2 separate regions of the Sus scrofa genome follow, and region 1 is linked to region 2. A link is a contact called in public HiChIP or PLAC-seq data. All regions are on one chromosome and are shown on one strand. Each heading gives the region's core, a stretch centred on a gene start, on an enhancer-like site or on the middle of the called end of the contact. The rest is flanking DNA. Distances are from core to core; before and after follow the strand shown. Region 1 holds the start of RAB20 (ras-related protein Rab-20). Region 2 overlaps COL4A2 (collagen alpha-2(IV) chain).

Region 1 (6,018 bases), core at 250-2,749, 48 kb before region 2:
TAGTTTTCCAAAGTGCTGGACAATTAAGCAAAAAAAATTTTAAATGAACTTGCTCAGTGAATTCTACATGCCAGGCACTGGGCTATGTGCTGGCACTGTCCTTGCCCCTGAAATCCTGATGAGAAGCCACCAGTGTTTTGAGTGGAGGCAACATTCAGCTAATGAACACTTTTGTCTACACACAAAACACATCCTGATTGAGCTGGGGCTGTGTTTCAGTTCAGCACTTGAGAGATGCCCGAGAAAGGAAGCAACTGACCTGCCTTTGTGGGATCATCCCCCTGTTTACTGAGTGAGGGAGCTCCCCAGAAAGGTGGGCAGAGACCCAGGGTTGGTTAAAACACACTCCCTGTCCGCAGGGAAATTTGAACGACCCAGGAGGGAGGTGCGGAGCCCGCTGAGACCGGGATGGTGAATTCAGCCACCATGTTCTGGCTCAAATCTTTCTTGAGCAGCTGTTTTGTGCGAGACGACCCCCACCAGGCAGAGTGGTGAGCAGAAGACAAAAGTCCCTTCCTCATGGAGCTTAGTTTCCAGAGTGGGAGATGCACAGAGATGAAACAGTGCGGTTTTATTCGAGAGCCCTGAGAAATGAAGCAGGATAGGGCCGAGACGGAAAGGCGTGGGAAGGGTGGTGCTTGTGCTGCGGGACGGAGGCAGGAACCGTGGGCAGAGTTCCGCCTCGTGGCGTGGGCGTAGGCCACAGGGAACAGGGAAGGCCTCGAAGCAGAGAAAGCCCCGAATATTCAAGGTCGGCCCTCCTCGGCTGAGACGCCCTCATGCCTCCCCCGCTCAGGGCGCCCCACTCCCCTTCCGCCCGGAACCCCAGGACACCGCTCGGCTTCAGCAAACACCGCCTCCCGGTGTCCAGACTAGGGCATCGCCCTTGTCCCAAATAAATGCCAACTCCCACACGCCGAGAACGTTAAGAAGCATTTCGAGGTTCACTCCATCAGCAAAAGGAGGAAAGATGTCTTTGGCAGTCATTGCAACTGCCCACGTCGACTTTCCCCTCCAAAGTTTTGAGTGGCGACGGCTGTTCACGTCTCAGAAAAGAGCTTCTTGCCCAAGTGAACAAAACAAAACGACGCTAGCAAGCCCCGCTCCTTCCTAGTCCTTGACAGTCGGAGGGTGGTGTCCCACATTCGCTCCCTTCTGGAAAACTCCGCGCGTCCGGCCCAGAGGGAAGCCTGGGGCGGGGGAGGGAGCTGGAGGCCCATCCCCGCCGGGACTCTCGGCTCCAAGGTCAGCAGGCCCGGGCCGCGTCCCTGCGAGGCGTCCAGCCGGGGCCCGCCTCCCGGGACTCCGTCTCCATCTTCGCTCGAGCCCCCGGGAGCCGGGGCTCCCACCTGTCCGAATCTGCCCAAGGTTTCCAGGCAGAAAGCACCTTCCGACCAAAGGGCCAAGTCCACGGGGGCGGGGCGCGGGCGGGCCCGGGCCTCGGGAGGCTGGGTGGGCGGGGTTTGGGGGCGGGGCTTGGAGGCGGGGCGGGGCTTGGAGGCGGGGCGGGGCGGGGCCCGGGCGCCCCCGACCTGGTGCTGACCGCCGCGGTCTGGACACCTTGAGTGGGCGTCGGGCTGGGTCCCCGGCTCCTTCCCAGCGCGGACACGCGCTTCCTCTTCCGCGTTCCCAGGCGTCCAGACCGGAGGGTCGCCACGAGTTCGGGGTCCCCGCGAGTCCTAGTCTCCGCGAGTTCCGAGTTTGAGCCTTCTCGGGGAGCCTGGCTGCTCCTGCCGCGCCCCGGGCACAGGGGGCAGAGGGCACGGGAAAAGGGGGGGGCTCCTGCGGGAAAATGAGAAAGCCAGACGGGAAGATCGTGCTTTTGGGGGACATGAACGTGGGCAAGACGTCGCTGCTGCAGAGGTACATGGAGCGGCGCTTCCCGGACACAGTCAGCACGGTGGGCGGCGCCTTCTACCTGAAGCAGTGGCGTTCCTACAACATCTCCATCTGGGACACTGCAGGTGAGGGGCGAGGGGCTTCCAGCTGAGCGAAGCGGCTGTCAGGGCCAAGGTCGGGAACGGCCCGGGGTCTCCTGGGGGCGGGGTCTCCCAGAGCCAGGCCCTCCTGGGGCGGGGTGCCCGAGGGCCAAGTTCCCCTCAGGGCAGGTGTCCCCTGTCCCACACAGGGGTCCTGCTCTTGCTCTGCAGGTGACTGAGTCTTGGGGATCAGGCCCCTCGTCACAGTGTGGGGCCCCCCTTGGCCCCTTTCTACTCCTACTTCCCTTTGCTCTTTGGAAAACCAGCCGTTTAGCTACTGGGTACATCTTAGTGACAATCCAGGAAAGCACCCCTGGCTCCAAAGAGAACCTGCTGGTGACTTGTGTTCCCCGAGGGGCATCTGGCTCCAGAGCACCCCTGCCCAGACAGCTAGTGGTAACCCGAGGCATTTAAGTCCTTCCACCAACAGGAGCTCAGCTGCTGTCCACAACCACCTTGAGGGGTGAGCAGTGCTGATATAATTACATCTCCTTCCAAAAGAGAAAACAGGAGTTCCTGTTGTGGCTCAGGGGGTCAAGAACCAGACTAGTGTCCATGAGGACGCAGGTTTGATCCCTGCCCTCGCTCAGTGGGTTAAGGATCTGGTGTTGCCGCAAGCTGCTGCGTAGGTCTCGGATGTGGCTCCAATCTGGTGTGGCTGCAGCGTAGGCCGGCCCTGCAGCTCCGATTCAACCCCCAGCGTGGGAACTTCCACATGCCCCAGTGTGGCCCTTAAAAAAAAAAAAAAAAAGGACGAAAGGAAAAGAAAGCGGAAGCTCCCAACATTCCCTGAGGGCTTAGGCAGGAAAATAGGAAGCAGAACTGAGGTCTCTTCCCTCAATGCCAAGTTTATCTGCATTTCCCACTTATCATTGGCTTGATCTAGGCTCATGGACGTTATGGGGTTTTTGAAGTGATTTTCTGTAGAAGCATTTTTTTTTTTTTTTTTTTTTTTTTTGTCTTTTTGTTGTTGTTGTTGCTATTTCTTGGGCCGCTCCCGCGGCATATGGAGGTTCCCAGGCTAGGGGTTGAATCGGAGCTGTAGCCACCGGCCTACGCCAGAGCCACAGCAACGCGGGATCCGAGCCGCGTCTGCAACCTACACCACAGCTCACGGCAACGCCGGATCGTTAACCCACTGAGCAAGGGCAGGGACCGAACCCGCAACCCCATGGTTCCTAGTCGGATTCGTTAACCACTGCGCCACGACGGGAACTCCTGTAGAAGCATTTTTAAGGCAGGTAATTGTGTGGTATATTTGTGCTTTTTCAAAAGCACAGTTTACTGGAGGATCTTGCTTCAAGCTTACAGTTTAACTCTACAAAATTACACTGACATGAGGTGTTACAATAGAATATATTTCCTTCCCCACGAAAGGAATAAGATACCACGAGTAAAGAAACTGTAAATAGTATGGCCTGTTCTCAATGAACTTGACTTTCTGGAAGCCCGAAACTTTAAGGTCTGACTTTTTAAATGTCTGCACTTTAAGAAGTAAGATGTATGCCAGAAGATCCTGTCCAGAGTTTTCAAACTGCCGACTCGGGCGCACAGTCTGCTGAATAAACAAGATGTAACTCATCCTGTGTTTAAAACTGAATTAATGACGGCCACTGTCAGAGGCCCGCCCCGCCCGTTGCTGTCTTTTCTGTCTGCGCTGGTGAACGTCCTGACTAATTAATTTGCAATCACACTGTGAAAACAGCATCTCCCGGGTGCAGATGTACCTCCCCTGCTCCGTTCTCCGCCTCCGGGCTGCAGAGGGAGGTTCCTGCGAGGTCCCTTGCTTAAGCTGACTCTCCCGTGCTAAGGGTTTGGTGATGATGGAACGAGGGCTTTAGAAACCAGATCAAGTTAACACGACCCAGACTTTGCCTGTTTTTACGAGGCTGGTCCTTAGGCTTCTTTGGATGAACGGTTGGACCTCACTGCTGTCCTTGGTTACAAGACAGGAATTCAGGGTTGGCGCTGGGGACCCAAACTCAGAGCCTCGAGGCGGTGCTGCTGGAGGCTGACTGTTACCACATGGTGTGGCGTTTTGGGAACAGGGTGTCCCAGCAAGCGTCTTGGCATCTGAGGTGTGAAGGAGCAGTGTCATTTCGGCCAGCCACTTTGCTCTTCCGTGACAAGGACGTGATGTAGCCCAGATCTTGACCCCTGAGGATTGGGCAGTATGGCAGATGTGATGCCCTGGCTCCTAGGGGCAGCGACTCGTTTCCTGGCTGCCGAGACTGCTGCCTTCTCGCCGGAACCCGTATGTGAGCTCAGCCGGCCCCTGGGGCAGTGGGTGCTCTGGGCCTGTCTCCACACTTGCTACCCTCCTGTGTACACTCGCTCAGGGTGACCTCGGCTCAGAGTCAACAGGGACCTAGTCCACCTTGGTGCCAGGCTCCCTCGGCAGCCTGGGGGGAAAAGGCAGGTGTGAATCTTTTCTTGGAGGTAATTCTTCTTTTCCCCCCGTTTTGGCCGCCCCTCGGCATTTGGAGCTCCTGGGCCAGGGGTCAGAGCCGTGGGTCAGATCCCACCCGCAGTCAACACCCAAGCTCCAGCTGTGGCAACGCTGGATCCTTAGCCCACTGTGCTGGGCCCAGGGATTGAATCCGAGTACCAGTGCTCCCAAGAGGCTGCTGATCCTGTTGCGCCGCAGCAGGAGCTCCTGCTTTTTGGAATTCTTGTTGGAAATTCCAAAGTTTAGCTTTTGGGGATTCCCTCTTTTTCCCTCCTTTTGCCTTGCTCCTTTTTCCTATTCCACAGACATTGTCTTCTGAGTTGCGTTCATTTTAGTTTTTATAACTGGCACAGAGGGATGGGGAGCAGCTTGAGGACAGACTGTTCTTTGCTTTTTTGTCTTTTTTGGGGACAGACTGTTTTAAAGGCTGCTCTTGGTCACGGGGTGGAGAGAGTTTAATAATAAAAATGTTCGTAAGGGGTCAGAGTTCCTGTTTTGCTCTTGGCATGTCCTTTCAAACCCCAAAGTGCTAGCTGCCCGATGCCTGCCAGCAGCAGGGTGTGTGTGTGTGTGAAGTGGAGAGCAGAGTAGCGATTTACTGGTTGTTAGGTAGTTATCTTATTCCGTTGTCACAGGACCCATTCAGGGGGAGGTGACAGTGGGGGACGGGGCTGGAAGCCGGTAGAGGTCGAGTTGGACCCAGACCTGGTCCAGGGCCAGCTAGCCTCCTCCTCCTGCAGGGACTTCCTCTCTGACCCTGGCCTTGTTGGGTGGACAGATGTGGGGCGGTCCCTGGAAATGGTTTGCTGAGTCCCAGAAGCAGAAGGAGGTCACCCAGTGAGGAGACAGCCCAACAGAAGCCACCAGCACCTCCTCTCTGCCTGCCCCTCGGCAGGTCCGAGCTGTGAAAAGATGCCGTCCTTTGATCATCAGATGGAAATCCTGCCCCCACTGGGGTCCCTGCCCCGTGGGCGTCAGTGCCAGAGGGGGGGAGGGGCAAGCCCGGAGACACATCCCATCACTGTTTGGAGGAAAATGCAGCAGGGTGATGAGAAAGAGATGGGTGGGCCCAAAGGGACGTTCCACCAGAGCTGGAGCCCAGGGCAGGCCCCTCGCTGGATCCAGGGGTGCCCCCTCCCCAGGCGATGCCCTGCACTCAGCCCTCCCTCTTTCCACCCCCTTGAGGGTGGTGGGGTGGCTGTGACTCGTTTGCATTCCCCGTGTCCCAGTGTCGGTCAGTCCCCTGAAGACCTTTTTGTTTGTCTTTTCAGGGCCGCGCCCGCAGCACGTGGAGGTTCCCAGGCTAGGGGTCGAATCGGAGCTGTAGCCGCCGGCCTCCACCACAGCCACAGCCACACGGGATCCTTAACCCGCTGAGCGAGGCCAGGGATCGAACCCCAAACCTCATGGTTCCCAGTCGGATTCATTGACCTCTGCGCCCCGACGGGAACCCCCCCCCCCCCGCCAAGACCATTTCTGCCACGATCCCGTCGGCTCCAGCTCGCAGTAAAGGGTAAAGGGCAAAGGGCATGCTTCTCATTTCCACTGAGCCCTCGCTGGCAGTGCCCTGATGCCCGGGGTCCCGCCTGT
Region 2 (5,761 bases), core at 154-2,653:
ACAACGGGCGTCTTCCGCTTTGCTAAACGCACGTGGGTGATGCTGTGAACTCTTCACGCCTCAATTCCACACCCGCAGAGGAAGCCGCGCCCAGATCGTCTCTGCCTTCCTCGCCACCCCCACCGAGCACCGCGGGCCCTTCGTCACACCACGTGTTCTGCTGAAAGCAGCTGTGAGCCCCCCACGATGGCGCCCCCCGACCTGGAGACAGCACACCAGCTAACTGTACTAGAGGAAGGGCTGAGTCGGCCACCTGTCCTGGCGGCGGACGGTAGACACAGCATGATGGCCACCATTCCAGAGCATTCCAAAGGAAGGTTGGCACCGAGCGGGAGAAGCAGCAACGAGACTCATAAGCACAGTCCCGGGGTTCCCACCAAACCTCCCGGAGGGCTTTTTGAGCCCCTGGGGAGCGCGGGGCAGTGGCCAGGCCCCTCCCCACCCGCCGTGGCGACCTACCTCTGAATCCAGGCGCTCCTCTCTCTCCTGGGGGGCCCTTCAGCCCGGGGTGTCCAGGCAGTCCGGGGTCTCCCCGGGAACCCGGCTGGGCCCCCAGGACTTCTCCAGGAAGGCCCTTGTCCCCTGGGGGTCCGACTGGCCCTGGCAGGCCGGAGGGGCCTGGGAGTCCGTCCAGGCCGGGGGGGCCCACTGCACCTTTGGATCCTCGGGGCCCCACAAACCCTGGAAGGAAACACATGGCGTCCCCATAATCAGAGGTCAGCATCATGGCATCATGGCATCACGTAAGAGAGGTACCAGAACGAGGCTGAGGCAGCAGGGGTCTGTGTGGGGCAGCCGGCTCCAGCCCTGGCCCCATCGCTGGCCTCTGAACCCACAGCACTCGCAAGGCTGTCCTCCTGCCTCCCTGCGCCGTCTGGCCCCAGGCCCAGGGTGCAGTGGAGGTCGACAAGCGCTCTGAACCGACTTTCCCTGGACTGAACCCTTCATCATTCGTGGGCTCCTGTGCTGCGCAAATAATCCCAGAATCGCTTCCAAGCTGTGTGTGCAGGTGAGGGCAGATCCCAGGACATGAGGACAGACCCCAGGAGGTGAGGGCAGATTCCAGGAGGCGAGGACAGACCCCAGCAGGTAAGGGCGGACCCCAGGAGGTGAGGACGGACCCGAGGAGGTGAGGACAGACACCAAGAAGTGAGGGCGGATCCCAGGAGGTGAGGACGGACCCCAGGAGGTGAGGACGGACCCCAGGAGGAGAGGGTGACCAGACCCTCAGAGCCCCAACTCTGTCCCCTCCCATCCCCCGTCCTGGAGCGGGATCCTCAGACATCGGCCGGTTTGGAACAACTCTGAAGGGGAAGCGAGCCTCCCTGTCGCCACTGCCACCATGTCCGGATGGAGGGTGGTCTGGCCACGCCTGGACACCACAGCAATGGTCTCTTCAAACCACTTCCCCTCTCAGGCTCTCACCCTGATGTGACCTCAGACTGAACTGCAAGAGTGACAGTCACACGTCTGTCCAGAAGGAAAGGCTTCTGAGGTCACTGCCACCAAGGTTGGTGGGGGGCGTGGGGAGGAGGCCTTCCTGCCCGTCCCGGGCACTGACCGGCTCTGGCCTTAACCCGAGTGTCACTGGCAGACCCCGTGTCAGGGTCTAATGATGTGAAGGGGAGAAGGAAGAGGCTCTCACGGAAGCGACGGAACTGCTCAGGGGACCGGGCCGCCCCGGCGCGTGCGGGTCTTACATCTGGGATGGACTCTGAAGGTGGCGTTTTCTGTCCGCTGCCCGCGGAGCTGGGATGGACGGTCCTTCTGCCGCTAGGACAGGTGACGTGCATTTGGAAAAGCGAGGCCTCGGTTCCTCTCGCCCGCCTTCCTCTGGTCTCCCCACTGCCCTGTTCTCTCAAGGGCCAGCGTGTCCCCACAAACCAGGCTTTCTTCGACTACAGTGACCTTCCGGAATTTTCCGAGGAGGCGCATCCCACTCATTCCCCAGGCCCTGCAGTTCCCCGGGCTGGGCCCGCCTGGCCAGGCAGGGAAGTGATTGCTTCGGAGCCACAGAGAGAAGGTCTCAAGAAGCTGCATCTTCGCAGACAATTCCCACTTCGCTTTAGGAGGTGTGATGGCAGCCAAGTGGCAGCGCTCTACCTGCAAAGGCCCCGGCCTGGCCGCAAGATGATGCCGTGCGCCCCTCCGCGTGCGGGCGCAGACCACCCCTCGCTGCTCTCCGGGCCTTGGCTCTGCTGCTCTCTGGGCCTTGATAACAGTCACGGGAGCAGCCGCTCCTAGTCTGCAAATCATGGACCGACATGCAAGGCTCCAGGCTCAGGTGTGCAGCGGCGTTTGCAGGCTGGGATGCTGAGTCCTGGACGCTCGATCAGGATGGACGCCAAGCTGTATGTTTAGCATTAAACCAGCTGCCCGAGGGCAGGACAGGCAAGAGGCAAAACTCAATGAGTCTCTGCTGAAAACACTTGCTCAACGGTCTCAATCTAAGGAACTACTCTTTGGTGTCACAGTGCAGAGATCTGGAGGGTTCTCTCGGGTTCCGGGGCCTCGGTTTGAAGGGATCGCTGAGCCGCCGGAGGGCGTGGGAGGAGTGCCAGGGGTCTGCATGCACCGGGCCTGCAGCACCGAGGTCTGCGTCCCCGGGTCCGGCCGGCCTGTCCCCGAGGCGCCAGGGGGAACGCGGCCGCGGTGTCCTGACGTGTGTGGGGGTGGTTATGGAGCAGAACCTCCTGGAGGCAGATTTCATGCCAACCAAGCAAGAACTTTCTAGCAGGAAGAGAGTTTCGAAGTCTCACAGTGCCGGGTGGCTGATCCCCACGAGGCTGGAAGAACACCTGCGGGAGCCTGCGGGGTGTTTGCCTCGGGGACCTCACTGGCTTCCATGGTTTTGCTCAGACAATGTAGTCCCCGGGGCCTGGGCCTCTGCACACACAGGGACACAGGCGTGCTCTGGGCCGCGACCCAGAGGGACAGCTGTGTTTGGGGTCACTGAAGGGCGTTCTAGAACAGGTGGACACCCAGGCAGGTGCGCCCAACTCTTCACCCCAGTCGGTGACAGAGGCTCGCTCATCTCCCTCCCCACATGGCGAAGAGGGCATCATTGGCTTCCGGGACGCCTTGTTGGGTCAAGTGTGGATGGAATGGTGCAAAGTGTTCACTCAGAGGAGCTGCACCCTGCGGGGGGCAGACAGCGCCACGAACCGCAGAATCCCAGGTGTTCCCTGCGTGGCGGTGGTGAGTGAGCAGATGGGGAGCGGATGATGAGGGCGCAGAAGAGGGTGACGCCAGGCGCCCTTAGAATGTTTACTATCAAACACAGAAAAATCTCGCTGCCGCCTTCGTCCTGCAAGACCCCAGCGTAGCCTTCGTGCTGCAGAGGGTGATGTTTTAGTTTCCCAGAGCCAAGAACATACATTACTTGTTGGCTATGCTCGCGGCATCTGGAAATTCCTGGGCCAGGGATCGAACCTGCGTCACAGCAACGACCCGAACTGCTACAGGGACAATGCCGGATCCTTCACTGCTGCACCCCAGGAGAACTCCCCAACAGTTTTCAAGTGTGAGAAGACAGTGGTGCTGGGGCCACCATCTCACACAGTCACTTGCTGGGCGGAAGGGGCTGAGTGGGCGTCCCGCCCTGACTCACCTGGGGGTCCTGGGAATCCCTCGCGACCTGGATCTCCCGGGAATCCCTTCAGCCCTGGGGCTCCATCAGCTCCCGACGGCCCTGGGATCCCTCTGAGGCCCTTGGCACCTAAATAACCCAAAGAAACCAGGTCAGAAGCGGAGGGGAACCCCCAGCAGGAGATGAACTGGAGACTCAGGTCTGGCACCTGACTTAAAAACGTGGTTTCTTAGGAAGCTGGGAAGGGACGAGGCTGGGGGACATCAGCCCCGAGACAGCTCCTCTGACAGCCGGCGGGGCTGCGTCTCAGTCTGCACCAGAAACAGAGGGTCAGTCTACACTGGAAACGAGGGTCAGTCTACACCAGAAATGGTGAATCTCAGCTCCCATCACAACCTCACGGTCTCACTGACCTACGACTTCCTCGACTTCCTGCTGTGAAACCGTGTTCACTGTCCCTCTTCCCTCACATCCAGCGTGTGTCTATTTTGGGCCGGGCTCCCCCGCACCCCCACCTCGTGGCTGCTGGAAGCCATCCTGCTGCCGCTCTGAGCCCCTCCCCCGTTGGGGAGCTCAGGACATCGGGGTCAGGGAGGCAGGGGGCGGAGGAAGAGCAAGAGAGAGGGGAACAGAAGATGCAGACGCCCAGAGGAAGGCTGGACGTGCTCGCTCATTACCTGGGGGGCCGGGGGGGCCCGGCTGGCCTGGCGATCCCTTGGGCCCTCCGACACAGCCTGGGAAGAGAGGAAGAAGTTGCTGCAGTCGAGGTCAACACCGGACCTCACCGCTTGGGAGCTGCAGAAGTCAAGAGCGCCCGCCAAGAAAGCCAGCCACGCTTTACCATCGGAGGAATTTAGTGATCTAATTAGTCTGGAGGCGGATGTAAACAAGTCTAATTTCCCTGCGTAATAACATCAGACTAGTAATATAAAGTGCAAACGAAGTCGGTCCAGCCAGATAACCGTCTGAGCTGGCAGTGAGTGGGTGGTCCTCGGCGAGGGCCACACCTGGCACAGCCACGTTCACCTGGCGCCCTGCCCCACCCCCGAGTCAGGCAGTGTGAACGCCTTTCTTCGTCTGGAAACTTCCCCCAGGGATGGAGGAGGCTTGCGGTCTCAGAAGGAAGGCTTTGACTTCTCCTTTGGGACTTAGGTCACTTTCAGAATTAGCCTCGGCCACTTGCTGCTGAGAGTCACGCAGCACTTCTGGCTGGTGACACTGGCAGGGGTACTTTGTCGGAGGCGCCCTGTGGGCACAGTAATGCTTTCCCACACCCTTGGTCCGTTTGCCTGGGGTTTGGCAGTGCTCCTGTGGTGGCCCGACTTAATGGCCAAGGAGGGGCTTTGGGCTCCTCTGCCACACGAGGGGTCCGGGGCACAAGGACAGCCACCAGGTCTAAAGAGAAAGGACCCGGCCATCTGCAGGGGCCCAGCCTCGAGCCCGCGGAGCCTCACTGCCGGGCCTTCCCACCTCTGAGCCCAGCCGGCTCTGCGGTTGCCCCTCCTGCCCTGCACCCTGGCCCCGAGCACCTGACCAACTCCCCACCCCCTGCAGGGGACCCACAAGTCCTGACGCTGCTTCTCCAAGCCCCGCCTTCACCCTGAGGGTTACGCCCCAACTCTCAACAGCCACCTGGGAGCCACTGTCCTCCAGACGTTTCGCTGGCACCTTTAACCACGAAAAATCTCCCCCTTTTTTCCTTTTTAGGGCCACACCCATGGCATACGGAGGTTCCCAGGTTAGGGGTCCAATAGGAGCTATAGCTGCCGGCCTACACCACAGCCACAGCCATGCGGGATCCAAGCCACGTCTGCTACCTACACCACGGCTCACGGGTAAGGCTGGATCCTTAACCCACTGAGCGAAGCCAGGGATTGAACCCGCATCCCTCATGGTTCCTAGTTGAATTCGTTTCTCCTGCGCCACAATAGGAACTCCTAACCGTGCAAAATTCACCCTCTCTGCTCCACCCTCCAAGCCGGACCCATGCTGGCTCCCCCTCGTGTCCGGGCCTCTTTCTTCATCCAGGCTTCCCACCTTGGGTTCTGAGCCCCCGGCTGGAGACTTTGCCTGTCTGACGGCAGCCAGGTCAGCTTCCAGACAGGCCCCGCTCCAGCTCCCCCCCGAGCCGGGCCACCCACGCCTCCTCTCCCCCATCGGCCCCATGCTTTC

What was found. HiChIP or PLAC-seq counts read pairs in DNA pulled down with a chosen protein or histone mark.
Region 1: an H3K27ac HiChIP or PLAC-seq map of alveolar macrophages shows a contact between it and region 2. The contact joins the promoter of RAB20 here to the enhancer-like site in region 2. A contact is called at or near these places in 1 of 5 promoter capture datasets (liver), 5 of 47 Hi-C or Micro-C datasets (blood, brain, liver and 2 more) and 1 of 2 datasets of contacts at active chromatin or transcription factors (alveolar macrophages).

The regions. Positions count from the first base shown.
Region 1 is chr11:77,184,374-77,190,391 of Sscrofa11.1, reverse strand. RAB20 (ras-related protein Rab-20) reads left to right here and starts at 1,499. Exons shown (of 2, transcript XM_003482931.4): 1 at 1,499-1,964. The coding sequence starts at 1,793.
Region 2 is chr11:77,136,048-77,141,808 of Sscrofa11.1, reverse strand. It overlaps COL4A2 (collagen alpha-2(IV) chain), which reads right to left. Exons shown (of 48, transcript XM_021065909.1): 27 at 4,267-4,323; 28 at 3,611-3,718; 29 at 460-681. Among named protein-coding and RNA genes, the nearest start is that of RAB20, 50 kb to the left of the region's middle. Within about 2 kb of position 1,403, at least 1 of the 83 cell types and tissues checked has an H3K27ac peak or open chromatin away from gene starts, as enhancers often do. A contact at or near this core is called in alveolar macrophages, where this site is marked.